2 separate regions of the Zea mays genome follow, and region 2 is linked to region 1. Evidence: chromatin contacts called from public Hi-C data. All regions are on one chromosome and are shown on one strand. Each heading gives the region's core, a stretch centred on a gene start, on an enhancer-like site or on the middle of the called end of the contact. The rest is flanking DNA. Distances are from core to core; before and after follow the strand shown. Region 1 holds the start of LOC103632644 (CRM-domain containing factor CFM3, chloroplastic/mitochondrial). Region 2 holds the start of LOC100383769.

Region 1 (6,680 bases), core at 1,195-3,694:
CTAGCCTCGCCCGTACCCCTGCGACTGTGCCCGTCCGTAGCTTTTGTTTGCATGTGGGTAGCTTTTGTTTGCATGTGGCAATTGATATTTCATTTATTTTCTACTGTGGCAATTGATTTTTCCGGTTGCAATTATGCTGTCGAGCGTGTTCGTGATATGGTCATCTTCTAAGACGTTTTGGGTTCACATAAGAAAGTATTAATATGTGTATTAATACTAATAGGTCTCTATTTATAATGGAGAACACATGAGATAATTTCCAATTACATGCTCATTAGTTCATTTCCTTTTTTAACCAGAATCTACAATCTCATAATCTGCGTATCCAAACACCCAGATTCTAACCACCAGCTTCTCCCCACAGCCAGCTTTTCTTCACAGCCAGCTTTTCAGAAAAGCTTCGCAGAAAAAACAGAACCAAACAGGTCCTTCCTCACCCCCGCCACAAGGATATGGCGGTGCTGCCATTCCCTACGGTGGAGGCCCCGCTAGACGGCTAGAGTGCTTAAACCTGCACTCCCACGCCCCAAACTATAGTACTGACAGCGATACTCATAGAGAATTACAAAAATAATAAAACAAATCTCCAAACTATATGTTTCTATCTTAGGAAAATCATATGCAACATTACAAATGCTTTATTTATTTAAGTATCAATTGCTTTAATTAAGCTCATTATTGTTGACATGCATAAAAATAATAAAACAAATCACATAAACCCTAAAACTCAGAGAATTATTTTATTCCTCCAAATTTTGGGCATTACAGTTGTCATCCAAAATACCAAAACACACTCATATCTAGGGATAATGATACATTTATAATAAGATTGGGGAGTGATCCTAGTGATTTGTATTGAGAGCTTGCATCAAGTCACACTAGTGACAGTATTAAGTTGTGTGATTCTTGTTAGTTGTTACTTTTGGTGGTTGTTGTCACTTAGACGACTTTGAGGTAGCGAAGGATCACTAGGCGGATTGGGTGGTTATCGCCGCCTCCGAATTCCGATCATGGGATTGTAGTCCAATTTAAACTATTAAGGTAGTTCAATTTACTCTTGTGGCTTACCTGACATTATATATGCAAAAACTAAGATGTAAAAACAATTTTAATAATTGAGATACCAACATCCGTGTTGACTAGGGATGGCAATTTAATCCGTGGATTTGGATATCCGTCGGATATCCGACCCGATGGATAAGGATATGGATATGTTTTTTGACCCGCGGGTTAGACCCGTATCCGATCCGAGATAAAGTGGGCATGGATTTGTATATTAAATCTCACTCGCGGGTAATCCGTTGGATATCCGAAATTAACCATTAGTCCATTATTGCCAGGATGAACATGATTCTACTATCATTGACTAAAAAAATTCAAACATAGCTACTATAGCGCTAGCTCAAGTGCTCAACACTACACTTGGGTCGGATCAATATTGATTGTCATGTATTTGTTTTCATGTTGAGACATGTAGACATGTATTTTTATCATGTTGAGAATGTTGCTTGTTGAAGGACATGTATATTTGTTTAATTTTTTTATTAAATTTTAAGTTATGTATGATGTTGAATTGGGAAGAAATTTGATTAATTATGTTATTCAATTGCTAAAAATGGTTCTTTATCATATCCGATGGATATCCAATGGATATTCGAAACCCGATGGTGGATATGGATATGAATTTCTACCCGTGGATATAGTCACGAGCGGATATTATCTATGACCGTGGATATGTCTGCGGGCGGATATTTCCAATATCCGATCCGTTGCCATCTTACGTGCTGTATATATAATGAAGGAAATCGATCCCATAAATATGTTTTTAAAGAACCTCAGAAATAGATGAGGTAGATTAAAATGACTCGTTCTCAGTCTTACCATTTTTTAGATCATCCAATGGTAGTAGGGGTGGATATCGAGCCAGCTCGGCTCGGCTCGACCGAGCTCGAGCTAGCTCGTTAAGAGAACGAGCTGGCTCGGCTCGGCTCATTAAGCAACCGAGCCAGAGAACCAGCTCGGCTCGGCTCGTTTAGCTCGCGAGCCACAACAAAAAATAGTATACATGTATATATACAACAATATAATCAATTGCTAGTTAATTTCATACTAATTTAACACTAGAAAAGACTAACAATACTCATAATTTTATATATCATATCATTTAAGCCCTAAACTAACATAGTTCATCACTTATTAATTCATCCAATACAAGTATAGACTTTGTTTTATAGATAAATGCTAGCTCATTCGAGCTGGCTCATTAACGAACTGAGCTGAGAAGTTAGCTCAGCTCGTGATAAAATTGAAACAAGCCAAGTCGAGTCAATTCAAGCTGACCACGAGTCGAGCGAGCTCACGAGCCACGAGTACTTTGCCCAGCCCTAAATGGCAGCCCACGTCCAACATAAGGGTCCAAAATCCAAGGCCCGTCAAAAGCCCTGCCCGGCTGCCCCTCCATATCCCTTCGCCTTCGTCAGTTCCTACCTGCCCCCAGCCTTCTCTCCCACCTCCAATGGCGCTGCTCTTGCCACCTCCCGCCCTCTCCACGACGCCTCCATTTCTCTCCGCTCCCCGACCAGCACGGCTACCCTGTCTCAGATGCACTAGAACTACCACCGCCACCTCAAGCGTCTCCACCTGTCCTCCCGCATCGACGTCTTCTCCCTCGACCTCCTCGCCGGTGGCGTCGGACGGCGCAGTTGGAAGGAAGAGCAAGAATAAGAGCAGGCCCCTCAAGCCGAGTTTTGAGGAACAGGCCCTCCGCCGCTGGTCCGCCCGGGCACCTTCCCAGCGTGCCTCGGTCCCCTGGGAACAACCTCAGCAGCAGTCGCCTTTGCCGCCTTCGCTGCCGCACCGGGCTGGCCGAGGAAGTGGTGATGCGGGCGATCAAAAACGCAGTGGTGGAGGCTCAAGCGCAACGTTGCGCTCCATCGTGGACTACTTTGCTGGCGGCTCCTCCGATGACGAAGGAGTTCGAGTAGAGGAAGGGGCGTGCGACACCACCGCAGTACCGGACCAAGCGGCACGGGAGCAGGACGATGGATCGCATTTTCGGCCGAGCTATCTGCTTGGGAGCCACCCATTCTCTGCGCCATGGATTCACAGGGAGGAATCGACCAATGATAGGGGGGTTTCCGGTCCGGTGGCCGAAGAGGAGGAAAGGTTGGACATTCGTGATGCTTCTGATGATGAACTGGGCTTGGTGGATGAGGATAAGGAAGAGACGGATAATGGTGAGGAGCTTCTTACTGGGGGTTTAGAAGATGAATTTTATGATGATTATGCCACACCAACTATGAATTCTTCATATGGAGTGGATTTGTCAGTGGACAAAGATGCTTATGGTAGCAGGTTCGATAGGAGTATGATGCAGAGCAGTGTAAACACCATAGTTAAAACATTGAGGAATTCGATGGAGGAAAGTGACCCGAATGCCACGGTTGAGTTGTCTAATGCAGAAGATTTTGTCCAGAAATTGGGCCCTGCACTCCTGCCATGGGAAAGGGAGGAGGAAGATGATGAGGCATTCAGCGGTGGCAGGGCGGTGAGGCGCAGCAACACGGAGCTGGCCGAGAGGTCTATTCCAGAGCCTGAACTGCGGAGGCTTAGGGACACGGCGTTGAGGATGAAGGAGAGGATAAAGGTTGGGCCAGGGGGTGTTACTCAAGACATAGTGGAGAGCATCCACAGGAAATGGAAGGTGGATGAGGTGGTCAAGATGAGGTTTGAAGGCCCTCCAAGCCTGAACATGAAGAGAACTCATGATTTACTAGAGGTGTATAATTTTATGGTTCATTTTTATCTGTTGTTTTTCAATCCAATGAAAAATGGTTAGAATTTGTGATCTTGATCTTGCTTTTGTCATGCAGGACAGGACTGGGGGAGTTGTTATATGGAGGTCAGGGAGATCAGTTGTGTTGTATAGGGGAATGAATTACAACTTTCAATGTGTGCAGTCATATGCTAAATTTATAGAAATTGATTCGGGTAAGGGAGTTAGCGATGCTAATAGTGCTGTATTGAGCCATGATGGTCACAACTTACAGGCCTCAAGAGCAGATGGCATGAAGAGTTTAACGTCTACTGGCAATTTTTCTCTGGAGTCCTCTGAAACATTTGATATTGATAACTTCTTGGATCAATTGGGACCACGGTACAAGGATTGGTCTGGTCGTGGCCCTATCCCTGTTGATGCCGACTTGCTTCCTGGTGTAGTACATGGCTACAAACCACCATTTAGAGTACTTCCCTACAAGATTAAAAGCACTCTTAGAGATAAGGAAATGACAACTCTGCGTAGACTTGCAAGGCAAACTGCTCCTCATTTCGCTCTAGGTATTGGAGTTTGTATCTAGATTGCATGCTTTGATTAATTACTACTCAATCTTCAATTCATTTCAACCCGTTGTCAATGTACTTGTCGGTGGACAGGGAGAAACAGAGAACACCAAGGCTTAGCTGCTGCTATGGTTAAATTATGGGAGAAAAGTGCTATTGCAAAGATTGCCATCAAGAGAGGGATTCCAAACACATGCAATGACAGAATGGCAGAAGAAATCAAGGTAAAGCTATACAAAATTCCTGTATATGTTACATTTATCTGTTAGCTCACCCTCACACTTATGGTTAAGTCTGTGGAATCTGATAACCATACGTCTAGACCCAATCTAGAATATGAGGTTAGCTTGCTTAATTCATATAAGTTTGCTTTGTATGTATCTATTCTTCTCTTGCTCTATATCTTCGGGTGATACAATGTTCTTCACATTACCTCCTGGGATTTGTCTGCTTATTATATGTTTAGCCGTGAAAGTCTGGTTGTTGAGGATGCAACAAGGCACAATTTTGCAATGGGTGCTGTAGATCATCCATTGATAGATCTTTTGTTGTGTATCTTTAGATTGGTTCTTCTGAATGATTATTAACTGCTTTGGTTGGTCATTGAATTCTTGCTCGCTGCATATCATACTTGCTGAGTGTTTTGAGTCTGTGTAACAAAACACTTGCAGAAATTGACAGGAGGAGTGCTCTTGTCAAGGAACAAGGAGTTCATTGTCTTCTACAGGGGCAATGATTTCATAGCTCCTAAAGTAAGGCAGGTCTTGGTGGAGAAGCAAGAACAAGCCATTACTCAACAGGATGAGGAAGAGCTGGCTCGGCTTAAAGCATCAGCCTCAATTATTACTATCCCCAAGGATATAAAGGGTCCTCTAGTTGCTGGTACTCTGGCAGAAACTACAGAAGCAAAATCTAGATGGGGAAAGTCAGTTAATGATAAGCAGAGGGAAGAGGAGATGAAGCATTTGTCTTTGTTGAAGCATACCTCTCTTTTGAAGAACTTGAAGAGAAAACTGATTTTGGTATGTTTTACAAAATCTCTACCTGCAATGAAGTTTACCAATTTCAGTTTTCATCATTCATTTTGAAGACATCATCACACTTTCCACTCTATTTAGGAGAAAATATCATTGCAGCCATTGCACATACTAGTTATAATAAGTTTTGGACTTGCAGGCAAAAACAAAAGTTGCAAAAGCAGAGAAGGCTCTAGCTAAAGTCCAGGAATTTCTCACTCCAGCAGAGCTTCCAACTGATCTGGAAACAGTTACAGATGAGGAACGCTTCTTATTTCGCAGAATCGGCCTGAAAATGAGGGCCTTTTTGATGCTTGGTATGACTTATGCTTTACACTATATATTACCTCCGTTTTTGAATATTTGTCGCCCGCTAGTTCATTTTTGAACTCGACCGCGACAAATAAAAAAGAACGGATGGAGTAGAATTCATGATATGAACTTCTGCTGACCTACATCTATCTATTTACTAAAACAATTCACAGGCAGACGAGAAGTTTTTGATGGAACTGTACAAAACATGCATTTGCATTGGAAGCATCGAGAGTTGGTTAAAATTGTTGTCAGGGGAAAGAGCTTTGCACAAGCGAAACATATTGCAATCTCTCTAGAAGCTGAGAGTGAAGGTGTTCTCATTTCACTTGACAAGACAACTAAAGGATATGTAATCATTTTCTACCGGGGTAAAAACTACAGGCGACCCCAAATCATGAAGCCTAGGAATCTACTAACAAGGAGGCAAGCATTGGCACGCTCTATAGAGTTGCAAAGGCGGGAGGTAACTCTAATATGGACTCCTTTTTTCTCTCGAACATGCAGGAACTCCACTGTAAACTCTGGTCTTCCCTTTTTTTTATTTCGTGTAAGTTGTACTTTTAACTTTTCATCATCTACTGGATGGGTTTTCAGGCCTTAAAGCATCACATCTCAAGTCTGCAAGGCAAGATCTCGAAGTTGCAGTCGCAACTTGTAAGGCATCAGATTCCTTGAACCTGAATTTATTTTACCGACTCGTTTAATTCTTATGGACCCACGCCATATAATCCCATACTTTATCATCGTCAGGTACAAACAAAGGTTGCAAGTGAGAAACATGATCTGAAGCTGCTTCAAACAGTTGAGGATGACTTCTCATCATCAGATGATGATGTAGAGGTAAGGCAAACAGATGTTGCTTTTTGGGACAGTTACCTTTCAAAGTCTTGCTTGCAACTGAAGTTGACCGCAGCTGATTATGTGCCAGGATGATGGGGAAGAAGCTTATTTGCAGACTTACAGCAGCGCTGATGAAGAAGATGCCGAGGATGATGCTAATGAATATAT
Region 2 (6,680 bases), core at 1,425-3,924, 180 kb after region 1:
TGCGACCAGTGCGTTCCTTAAACTTTCTTATGAGGTTAGCATACCCTTCGGTGTTTAGGAATTGTTGTGGCATGTTCCGTGCATTGACCTCTTCTACACATATTTCTGTGTAAATTTTTGTTGCTCTACTATCCCACTTAGCAATCACTTTGCCAGACTTGTCCATCTAGTGCGAAAGAGTGTACACGATTCATATTACGTATTGAAGTTCAGTTACTACGACAACAAATAGAACAGGAAACTGACCATAATAAAAGTAGTACCATAAGCACTCACATTCGTTTGCCATAATTACATATAGGGACTGACGAAATAAAAGTGCTGCTGAACACATAAGCACAAGGAACAGTTTAGAAAGTCGCAAGGACCAAAAGCCTGATCTATCCCAGTCACACTAACACCTGACTCTAACATTATCCAACTTAAACTTCATTGTCACTAAACGATGGCATTTGGTCGGAGTCATATTCAAGACCCCAGAAGTTTTCGAAGTGCTCAGCAAAGTCCCAATCCGGACTAAGGAACTCGTCAGCAGGGGGTGGTGAGGACAAGGCTGACGGTTCGTAGCTGCTTTCACCAGGGTTGTTTACGTTGTTCACGTTGTCCAAATTCTCTTGCAACACCAGAGAGTCTTGCTCAAGCATGCAAGCAATGTCCTCCAATGCTACACGTAATTTGGTAGCCTCAAATGAGGTCAACCCGCGTCCTGGACGGATTGTTTCACGAGCTACGGAAAATATCTTGTCCGCAATCTCTTGCATCCTTCCAATTGCCTTGTCGGCTATGGAGTCTGTTGAATCCATCTGATGTGGGATTTAGTTGGTTAGTGTACTAGACAAGGGGACTATCTACTAACTTCCATGTTATGACATGAATTGCGTGGAAACATGGACAAACTCAGGTGGTACCAACTAACATTCAGGTACTGACATAGACAAACTTTGAAATAAACCCAGATAAAAAATGAGCGATAAAACACATCTATGCTCAAACTTTTGTAACTAACAAATACATATTGCTAATACCTTTCCTTCAGGGGATCTTGGAACCGAACAGGAAGGACCGAGTTGATGGGAAAATCTGAAGTATACATTACACAACAAAATCGTTAGTACGTCGGTCGAAACAAAAATATGTAGTGAATAAACTGGACATGGGGACATTGTACTTAAATCCAGTAAGTGAAACTAATTACTACCTCGGCTGCTAACATACAAATGTATGATTCAATTAACAAAGACACAAATCTAGGCTTGAATACAGGGGGGATACGTAACCACTGCAGAGGAGATTGTGAGACGGGGCGGGATGGAGGATACAATCGGTTGGTAACAAACAAATTTACATGGGGGACAATCGGATCCGTACTAGGTTGAGACGAGAGATATCCAAACGACGGCGTCGGCAGAGGAGATTGTGAGAGGGGCGGGATGGAGGAGAGGAAAGTACCTGCGAAGACGACGAGAGGCGCTGTTGGCACGACTCGCAGCTTGACGATCCGCGGTCAAACCCCTAGAGAACTGAAAGGGTCACGGAACCTTCGAAACGAACTCCGCGGAAGAGAGTGTCGCCATGAATGAGAGGTGCTTACCTGCGAAGACGACGAGCGCGGCGGCGAGATATGCGATGGGGGATAGGACGAGCGCCGCGGGCGTCGCGAATGAGGTCGGCTTTCGGCCAAGGACGAGCGCGGGGGATGTGACGGGGAGGAGAGCGGCGGCGGCGAGTTGCGTCGGGGACGAGAGCGTGCGGGTTGCGAACCCTAGGCAAATGTGAGCGGCTTTCTGCGGACGCGGCGTGAGGTCGGCTTATGGCGTCGCGTAGGCGTCTGGCTTCTCGTCGAAGCGCGGCGCGCAAAAGCGGATCAAGAATTTAGGCGTTTGAGAGCCGCTTCGGCTTCTGGCGGCCAGAATCCGGCCAGAAGCTGAACCAAACGGCACCATCATATGACTCGGTGCGGGAGGGAGTGAGGTGTCCGCATGAGCGACGGGACACGTGCCCCCACCGCCGTGCAGACGTCCTGCCTCCACGCTGCTCACTCCAGGGTCCGCACCGCACCGTCACAGTCTCGCACAGCGTGTCAGCAAACCTGATGAGCACTGAACGGATAGGTTCACCCAGATTCCCTGCCGAAAGAGACCCGCTCTCGCAAGCCATGAATGCTCACACGAGACGGCACGGATTTATTTGCTTCTTGCTTTTTTTTCAATCGTCAAAAAATTCCAAATAAAGAACGGAAAAAAAATGAAACCCGCGGCATCCTTTCTCGGACCAGTAAACTCTAGAGAAAACACCCCGGCCGATTGACTTCGGACCTGTTTGCTTGGCTTCTAAAATATACTAAGCTATAATTTTGGTTGCCATTTAGTTCGCTATCAAAACCTGTAGATTTTTCATATTCAACTTGCCAAATCGAAGACAATTTTTTTATCCAATATTTACTTACCAATTTTTTGGCATGAAAAAATTTTGGCCGTGAACCCAACAAGTCCATCGACGGAAAAGAAAACGAGGCGACGCGCGGGAGGGAAAAGGAGTGGCCAGCGAACGGGGAAGAAGTGGAAGAGGGGCGCTGTCGGAGAAGGTGAGCAGTGCGTGGACGGCAGCGGCAGCGGCAGCTTTGCTTCGCTTTGGCCTGGCTCGCCGCTCCCTTGTTCATTCCTCGTCGTCGCCTCGCCGGACCGGGAGTAGGTATTAAAAAGCTAATCCAATTTTACTACGGATCGAGTACCATTATTTATCCGACGAAAAGGGTTGCGGGGCGGGGCAAGAAATATCATTTCTACTTGGCGGTTTCTTCTGGCGCCACTTCAACCCTCTCCGTCTCCCTCCTCCTGACGTCGTTATCCGGACGAGCAGCGAGGAGGAGAAAGATCCCCCTCCCCCACTCCCTCCTTTTCCTCCCCTCCCCTGCGTCCCCGTCCCCGTCCCCGTCCCGTCTCCTCCCCCGCCGCGGTGCGGAATACGGGCTAGATTAATCAGTCAGCGCTCATGATCCGGAGGAGCGAAGGCCGCAACCAGCGCCGCGGGGACAAAGCCTCACGTGCTCGGGTGTCACGACCCTTGGCCAGCGGTAGAGACCACCGCGACGTGAGACGCAAGACAAGCAGAGAAGAACAGAGATAAGTGGTTGGGTGGTTTCAACAGATTCGATTCCTTTCTGATTTTGCCTGTCTGGCTCAAAGCACCGAGTACAATATTTATACGCACACCAACAACTCCCTGGTCTATTATTTACGGCCCAAGATGGCACTAATACGGCTTAACAGCCCACAACTCCATTACAGACTCCATTAACAACGAAATAGAAATGCCTGGCCGACTGACCTCGGTCCACCAGTCTTCGCGCCACTCCATCTCCCGCAGATCCACTTCAGTCCGCGTCTTCAGTCATGACATCTCCCCGGGCCTCAGATAACGCTTGTCCCCAAGCGTTTGCCTCTGGAAACCGTGCCCTGGCCACTGCATAATCCTCCCATGTTGCAGCTTCCTTAGGTACCCCACTCCATTTCACCAGCACTTGAACAATAGCTCGATTGCCCTTTCTCACCATCCTTCGATCAAGGACCTGCTCTGGCTCCATACCCCCTTGAGACAAATCCACCGCAGGAGGTAGCTCTGAGAAAACTGGAGAATAACAGGGCAGGAATGGCTTCAGTTGTGACACATGAAAAACCGGATGTACTTGTGCATCCCCAGGTAATTCGAGCTTGTATGCCACCTCCCCAATCCTTGATATCACCTTGAAAGGACCAAAGTACTTAAATGCCAATTTAGGACAGGATCGGTTCACCACAGTCTTTTGTGCATAAGGTTGTAACTTCAGCAAAACCAGATCGCCCACTTGAAATTCCCTGGGAGTTCTGCCCTTGTCAGCATACTGCTTCATGCGAAGCTGAGCTCGTGCTAACTGCTCCTTTAGCATGACTGAAAATGCATTCCTTTCAGCAAACCAGTCAGCTATCTCCCTATCTTCCATGCCCAGCGTTTTTGGTGCAACAAGCAATGGTGCTTCATAGCCATACAACACCTTGAAGGGCGTACATCCCAGCACCGAATGATATGTAGTATTATACCAGTACTCAGCTAAAGCGAGCCAGCTCTTCCACTTGTTAGGTTGGTCATGTACAGCACACCTGAGATACATTTCCAAGCACTGATTCACTCGCTCACTCTGACCATCCGTTTGAGGGTGATATGCAGTGGACATCAGCAACTTCACTCCCATAAGTTGGAATAGATTTTTCCAAAAGGCACTGGTGAAAACCTTGTCTCTGTCAGACACTATAGATCTGGGAACCCCATGCAACTTCACCACATTCTCGAGAAATACTTGGGCAACTCCTTTAGCAGTAAAGGGGTGCTTTAGAGGAAGGAAATGACTGTATTTCGAGAATCTATCCACCACTACCAGAATGGTATCAAACCCCTCAGACTTTGGTAACCCTTCTATGAAATCCATAGTCACATCTTCCCAAATACCTTGCGGAACTGGTAAAGGCTGTAGCAGCCCTGCGGGGTGCACCCTCTCAGCCTTGGCCTTTTGACAGATTGCACATTGCTGCACATACTGTGTCACATCATTTTTTAAACCCTTCCACCAGAACACCTTCTTTACCCTCTGATATGTTGCTTGAATTCCAGAGTGCCCTCCAACTGCACTATCATGCAGTGCTGCAATTAGTTTAGTGCGCAGAGCTGAGTTGCACCCAATCCAGATCCGGTTTGCTTTTCTGATAATACCTTGCTGCAAAGAAAACCCCTGTTCATCCGGGCTCTGAATTAACAGTTGAGTGATCAATTGCTGTGCATCCTCATCTGTGGCATACGAGTTCACTACTTCTTGAATCCATATAGGCTGAATTTCAGAGAGAACAGACAACCCCATCATATGCTCCACCCTTGATAATGCATCCGCCACTACATTCTCTGTGCCCTTTTTATACACCACCTGAAACTGCAAGCCCATAAGCTTGGTCATGGCTTTCTTCTGCAGATCAGACTGTAACTGCTGATCTCCAAGATAAGTCAGAGATTTGTGATCTGTTTTAATCACAAAGGCACCCCTCTGCAAATATTGTCTCCACCTGTCCACTGCTAGGATCAGAGCCAAAAACTCCTTCTCATAAATTGAAAGGTGTTTGTTCTTCTCACCCAATGCCTTGCTGATGAAGGCTATGGGCCTGCCTTGTTGCATCAGAACAGCCCCCAATCCTATATCTGAAGCATCAGTTTCTACCGTAAATGGCAAATCAAATCTTGGTAAAGCCAGAACTGGAGTAGAGGCCATAGCTTGTTTCAAGTTTTCAAAAGCTATCTGAGCTTCTTCTGACCATGCAAACCCTTGCTGTTTTTGCAACAGCCTTGTGAGAGGTTTAGCCAACAACCCATAGTTCTTCACAAATCTTCTATAGTAACCTGTAAGGCCAAGAAATCCCCTAAGCTCAGTGACATTCCTGGGCTGGGGCCAGTTCAACATTACTTCAGTTTTACTAGGGTCAGTTGATACCCCTTCTCTTGAAATCACATGCCCCAGATACTTCAATTCAGATTTCATAAATGTACATTTCTTCATTTTCAAATAAAACTGATGTTCTCTCAACTTATCCAAAACCAGTCTAATATGTTGCAAGTGAGCCTCCAAACTGGAACTGTAAATGAGTATGTCATCGAGAAAAACCATCACAAATTTTCTGAGGAAACTCTGCAATATTGAATTCATGGCACACTGAAAGCTAGCTGGAGCATTGGTGAGCCCAAATGGCATCACCCTGAACTGATAATGACCATGGTGTGTCTTAAAAGCAGTTTTGAACTCATCCTCAGCCCCCATTCGGATCTGGTGATACCCTGAGGTCATGTCGAGACTTGTGAAAAATTTAGTTCCAGCTAATTCATCCAATATCTCCTCCACCAAAGGCATTGGAAATCTGTTCTTAATTGTCATGTCATTCAATTTTCTGTAATCCACACAAAACCTCCAACTTCCATCCTTCTTTTGCACCAATAACACAGGAGAGGCAAAAGGACTCACACTAGGAACTATCAATCCCGCAGCCAATAGTTCCGACACTTGCTTTTCAATCTCAGTTTTGTGATGTGGTGAATACCTGTAGGGTCTGGAATTCACTGGTATAGAACCTGGCAAGAGTGGGATATGATGGTCATATGGTCTAGTGGGAGGCAACTGGGTGGGCACCGCAAACACATCCGCAAACTCTTCCAGAATTCCTGTTAGTGTCTCATTTCCAGCCTCATCTTCCTCTCCTTTAACCTCCTCTAGCATCACAAACACCCATACTTCATCTCCCTTCACCCACTTTTCTAACTGCAAAACAGACACCTGTTGCACCTCTCTCTTTAGGTCTGCTTCCCCTTGAAGTTTAACCTCCACCCCTTGATCACAGAAGGTTAGCACCTTGTTGATCCAGTCACAATGCATTGGGCTATGCTGTTTCAACCAGTCATACCCTAATATCACATCATAAGCCTCCAACGCCAACACCCTCATGGCAGTTCTATAAACATGCCCCCCAGCCTTCCACTTCACCTCTCTGACATTTTTTTCACACACCATGATCTCTCCATTAGCTACCTTCACCTTCACAGGAGGACAATCTTCTGTGCTCAACCCCAGTTTAGTCACCATCCTCTGACTAATAAAAGTTGTGGAACTCCCG

The links. Hi-C and Micro-C count contacts between places; a contact is called where the count stands out from the background.
Region 2: a Hi-C map of bundle sheath shows a contact between it and region 1, with 4 times the contacts expected there. The contact joins the promoter of LOC100383769 here to the promoter of LOC103632644 in region 1. A contact is called at or near these places in 10 of 25 Hi-C or Micro-C datasets (bundle sheath, ear, endosperm and 3 more) and 1 of 3 datasets of contacts at active chromatin or transcription factors (seedling).

What each region holds. Positions count from the first base shown.
Region 1 is chr7:102,779,871-102,786,550 of Zm-B73-REFERENCE-NAM-5.0, forward strand. LOC103632644 (CRM-domain containing factor CFM3, chloroplastic/mitochondrial) reads left to right here and starts at 2,445. Exons shown (of 9, transcript XM_008654395.2): 1 at 2,445-3,778; 2 at 3,873-4,338; 3 at 4,435-4,565; 4 at 5,013-5,363; 5 at 5,518-5,674; 6 at 5,843-6,135; 7 at 6,267-6,326; 8 at 6,423-6,512; 9 at 6,601-6,680. The coding sequence starts at 2,516.
Region 2 is chr7:102,958,969-102,965,648 of Zm-B73-REFERENCE-NAM-5.0, forward strand. LOC100383769 reads right to left here and starts at 2,675. Exons shown (of 4, transcript NM_001176404.1): 1 at 1,592-2,675; 2 at 1,450-1,512; 3 at 1,026-1,080; 4 at 244-803. The coding sequence starts at 803. The coding sequence ends at 423. LOC103643056 reads left to right here and starts at 1,863. Exons shown (of 3, transcript XM_035960999.1): 1 at 1,863-2,687.